Linked DNA regions of Bos taurus: region 1 is linked to region 2. Evidence: chromatin contacts called from public Hi-C data. All regions are on one chromosome and are shown on one strand. The core of a region is the stretch at or near the end of the contact, and the rest is flanking DNA. Distances in the headings are between cores, read along the strand shown.

What was found. A called contact is a pair of places that touch in the nucleus more often than the background predicts.
Region 1: a contact with region 2 is called in a Hi-C map of liver, with 1.9 times the contacts expected there. The contact joins the enhancer-like site here to the promoter of A1CF in region 2. A contact is called at or near these places in 2 of 11 Hi-C or Micro-C datasets (liver and skeletal muscle).

The regions. Positions count from the first base shown.
Region 1 is chr26:8,498,156-8,500,855 of ARS-UCD2.0, reverse strand. The region is part of intron 2 of A1CF (APOBEC1 complementation factor); the gene reads right to left. Among named protein-coding and RNA genes, the nearest start is that of A1CF, 44 kb to the right of the region's middle. Within about 2 kb of position 1,420, at least 1 of the 102 cell types and tissues checked has an H3K27ac peak or open chromatin away from gene starts, as enhancers often do. A contact at or near this core is called in liver, where this site is marked.
Region 2 is chr26:8,454,060-8,456,759 of ARS-UCD2.0, reverse strand. A1CF (APOBEC1 complementation factor) reads right to left here and starts at 1,346. Exons shown (of 12, transcript XM_005225375.5): 1 at 1,300-1,346.

The sequences.
Region 1 (2,700 bases), core at 171-2,670, 44 kb before region 2:
CATGGAAAGGAAAGTTTGAGAAATTAAAGTTTGAGAATTAAAGTCTGTATTTTGTCCCTAGTTTGAGGAAATTGCTCCTAGGAGCAGACTGATGACTGATTGAAAAAGGAAGAGAAAGATGGAGAGCACTGATTTCTTATTTATCTGCTGTAATCTTACTGAAATTGAGGCACTCTATTGTCTTCACTGCTTACAACTCATTGTGCATTTTACAAATATTTTGGTTAATCAGTGCCCCCCAGGTGGTCCCCTCTGCTAAAGATGCTGCTTTGTTTTTGGCTCCTGGCCATGTTTGTTTGCTCTCATCCTTTATGTCTCAACTTCAATGTCATCTTGTCTGAGGAAGGCCTTCTACCATTCTGTCACTTGACCTGATTTATGATATTCATAGCGTTTAACAGGAGAAGGCGATGGCACCCCGCTCCAGTACTCTTGCCTGGAAAATCCCATGGACGGAGGAGCCTGGTAGGCTGCAGTTCATGGGGTCACTAAGGGTCGGACATGACTGAGCGACTTCACTTTCACTTTTCACTCTCATGCATTGGAGAAGGAAATGGCAACTCACTCCAGTGTTCTTGCCTGGAGAATCCCAGGGACGGGGGAGCCTGGTGGGCTGCCGTCTATGGGGTCGCACAGAGTCAGACAGGACTGAAGCGACTCAGCAGCAGTAGCAGCAGCAGCATTTAACATTCTATGCTATTATTTTATTTCTTGCTTATTTTCTGTCTTCCTTTGAGTAATTTTCATGAAGGTAGGCACCATGTCTCTATTTGTGGAGTAAATAAATAAGTGAAGGAATGAGGGTTTAGGCTTGAATTGGTGGGTAGGACAAGGAGGGATGCTCCTACTTCCTTTAAGGAATTTTAAACCCTCATCTATGTTATAGGGCATTTTCTTTAAGAACTGTGAATTAGAGAGCGGACTTGTGGTTGCCAAGGGGGAGGGGGAGCAGGGGAGGATTGGATTGGGAGTTTTGGGTTAGCAGATGTAAACTATATATATATATATATGCATGCAGTGGATAAGCAAGGTCCTATAGTACAGCACAGGGAACTATATTCAATATCCTGTAGTAAACCATAATGGAAAAGTATATGAAAAAAGAATATATATAGGTACACACACACACGCACACACGCACACGTATAACTGAATCACTTTACTGTACATCAGAAATTAACAAGGCACTGTAAATCAACTGTACTTCAATATTTTAAAAACCTATGGATTAACTTATAGAGTACTAAATGAAGGGTAAGAGTTGGGAGTCAGCAAACTTTTTCTGTAAAAGGCCAGATAGTTGATATTTTAGGATTTAAAAAAAACAACCTTCTAAAATTGTGAGAACCACTCATGTCCTTAAATTACTGCAAAAACAGGCTGTGGCCACATGTGAGGCACAGATCAGTTTGCTGACCTCTGGCTTATGTCTGTACTCAACTGTATAACTCTGGACCTTGTTTTCCAACAATGAAATGGAAGTGTTGGATTATATCAGTATTAAATATGCATACAGCAAACATATAAAGAATTAGAATCGCCTAGTGAACCCAAGCATCTATCATCCAGCTTCAATAATGAAGTTTTCTTCATTAAATTTTCCCAGGTTTTCTATTCCTAACTGAATGCTTATAGAAATACTTTCTACTTTATGAGATTTTTTCCTCGAAATAAAAATAATCCATATTCACTATAAAGAGTTTGGAAAATAAAGAAGAGCACAAGAAAGAAAAAGCTTTCCTTATCAGAGATTACCTTTTATTATCTTCTAATATTTGTGTGTGAATAATTTCTTAAAATATGATCTGTAAGCTGATACATACAGGTTTGCTTTCTTATTTTTAACTAAATTTTTAAATTTGGACATTGTCCCATGTCTTTCTTTGAAATCACAGTTTTATATGACCATATAATTTGGAAATATAAGGGTGACATATTTTATATGACCAGTAATATTTTATTGGACATTTATGATGATATGTCCAATATTTTTAAACATTTTAAATTCCACTATGATGAACATCCTTATGTCTAAATATTAGTCCTTATTCCTTAGATCAAAGACTATGGTCAATTTTAAGGCTCTAAACAGAAATGTGATATCCATTTAATGCAGTCTTATGGTGTCCTTTTAAATTCTAGATAAATTAATTTTCATTGCAATTAGTTGATATGCATTTTAGGCCAGCTGCTATAATTTATACTTCTGTAATCTCAAGGACTAATACTAACACATTGTGTTTCATAATAAGGATAGGGGAAAAAGCAAGGGAAATTTTGTTAAAAACAACCACTGCATTAGACAACAGTAGGACGGACATACCACATAAATATTTGTGTTGTAATAATTTTTAGAAAATAGATGATCTATAGGGTAATTGGACAAAATATTAACACACACCATATTTTAAATCACTTAAAAATACTATATAACCAGCGGGTCTTCTTTAAAATATATTCAGACTACTTACGAGTGATCTTTATTAACTATATATTTAGACTTCCCTGTAGCAGAACTGGTGTAAACTGACCCCACATTGGGTAGAAAGTTGTCTGAAAATAATCGTCTATGAAAATGTATTTTTCTAGTTTTAAGGAGAAAATTCTGGAAAAAAGGCGCGTCAGATGTCACAGAGTTGATGACCCACACTAGTAATACATTCTGGAGGAAAGGATCATCGTAATGTTATTTTTTTTCCC
Region 2 (2,700 bases), core at 97-2,596:
TTTTTTTGGACAACCATCTTTCCCCTTCCCTTACATTTGATAAATAATAAACTGAAACAGTAAAATGTGAGAATTTTCTCAAATGGAGAGTATCCATACTATTCCAGAAAATATGGTCCTTAAAGATGAACCTGTAAGTCATTTGTTTATTACCTATATTTAGCAGAGCAATGCTTCAGTGCTTTAAAATAAGTGATTTCACTTTTATTTCTTAACCTATGCTCTGTTGTATGCATCTCAGCACATATAATAAAGAATTTTCAGGCCAGACTACCACATCTTTGATGCTCCTAAATTATAGCAAGAGTTAAATTTGCCAATGCATGTTTTACAAAACACGAATCCTGCCCAATGCAAAATAATGCTATGTTAGTCATCTTCTTAAAGACACACAGTACCCAGGTGAACAGTCCAAAAAACGTATTTGACTTGGAACACGCTTCTTTACCATTCTCCCTGGAACTTACTCTGACAATTATAGAACAAAACTATTTCAATTAGAATATTTAAGAGATTTCTGGGAGGAATGGGATATTCCTGGTAAGTGCCCTGATTGATTTCCTTTTTTAGATAGAATACCATCATAGTCTGATTGTGAATCATCTTTTTCGGAGTGAACAAAATGGTCACGTGAAATATATCCACTGCAGCACAGCTGCCCAAACCATCCTGAAAGGAAAAGATCTAATAATTAAGCCATCTGAAGGTAGAGATTTAATACACTCAAGACCAAAAATTTTCCATGACTGCTTTTGTTTTGTTTTCTTATGTTTTTGGTGGTGGTGCAGGATAAAGGAGGAAAGGAAGGGAGATAAATGAATATGTGAAATCTAAAATATGGTAGAAATTATGACCCCCACAGAGAACGCAGAATCTGTCATTGCTGTTAATACCATTTCTCTTGTTAATTACACTTTTATGCTTCCCCAGATCCGAGGACCAGAACAGACAGTCAACCACAACTCTCCCGGCTGTCTGGCTATTGCTAAATACATTTCTCAGAAACATTAGCCTGACTCTTGAACCTGATGTGATAAATCTGCATGATTTTTTTACCCTCAGAAATTGATTAACTCAAAGAACAAAAGCTGGCTGTTGTCTCATTTTGAGATTATATGATCATTCTAATATTTTCTTTTGTTTTCAGATGGCTTTATCAGTATAAAAGCAAACTAGAAATATCCCTGAATTCAGCTCTCTTGTGGAAGCGCGTAAAAGCTGTTTCACTGCATTCCCACTGATCCACATGGCACAGTTTCACAGAGTTGAAATAGAAAAATCAAAACACATGAACCATACCTGAGTGATTTCAGAGATTCCCACCCGGAAAAGGTTTCCTTGATTATGGCGAATTCAACGTGTCACTCTGGTTATGCTCTAATCATCATATCAAACTCCAAAGGTTCAGTGGCTTTAGGTTTGGTTTACAATTCCTGGGAGTTAAACTTTAACTCACCCTGTCTCTTGCATCCATGCAGCCCTTTGACCAGATAATTGGGTCACTACAACCCAAGCAGAATCTACAAAATTACTGTTGTCATTTCTTTACCATATTAACATGAATTTTGTATTAAAAATCATTGAGGTGAATATTATTTTGATGTGTTTTAAGTGACATATATTTTAAAAAGTAGAACTCACTGCAATTTGGATAACTAAGCTTTCTTTTATATTAAGTCCCTTGTTTTCTGCTATGCCAAAATGATATTAAGCCTATGGTAATTTAAGAGAATGTTTCACACTCCTTATATCATTGTATTACATGGAATAAAGTGTGGAGTTTTAGGTCAAGTATGCAGATAAATGCAGGCTTAGAAAAATAGAACACATAAGGTATTTACATAACCAAATAAATAGTGTCAGATCATGTTGGGGAAAGCAGGCTTCTTTTTATATAAGCTGCTCATTCAGATTTGAAGAGAGCCATGTAATCAGCCATGTACTGAGGTAATTTGAGAGCCAAGGCTGTTCGTTACTTGCAATCTCAGTGGCAACTGTGTTTATTAAAGAACAGGCAAATGTATTTCCAAAGATATAAACTCAACATTCTCAATTCTCTGATAAGAGCTCCAGTCTATGGAAGAAATTTCTAAGAGTCATAAAGCCCACTGAAAAAAATAAAGACCCTCCTAATTTTGAATAAATTGTAAGGATTTATAAACCACAGGCCCCAACACTGAAATTAGAGGACATGCTTAGCTTCAGTTCTAATAAGAGGAGTCTGCTTTTCTAGGAAGCAACTACTAACAGAAGTGCTTGTTCATTCTGTGTTTTATTTTATTTTACAGTCAGTCATTCCATAATGACATCTGGTAATATAAAGCGTACTGTTGGGATGCTAGTTCTGCCCACAGTTTTCAGCTCTCAAACACAAGGAAGTCTAGATATTCCTAGACTTTTCCCAGAGCAATGCCTGACAAAGTTAAGCAAAAACACTCCCGGAACTGTTGCTTTGCCCTGGAATTGTGACGTTGGAATGAATCCTGAGGGAGGCGTCAGGCCCCTCCCAGCTGACAGCTCTCTAAGTACTGCATCTCTCCACAACCTCCTCGGGAGTGGACGCCCCTCACCAGGCAGGTTTTTTGGTTTTCGTAGTGAAGGCTCAGTCTGGGTGTGTATGATTTCCCAACGTGTGGGGAAATCTTACCCTGGATTCACCTGGTGCTGCAGAGAACTGTCACTACTGTGAGATGGTCGGCC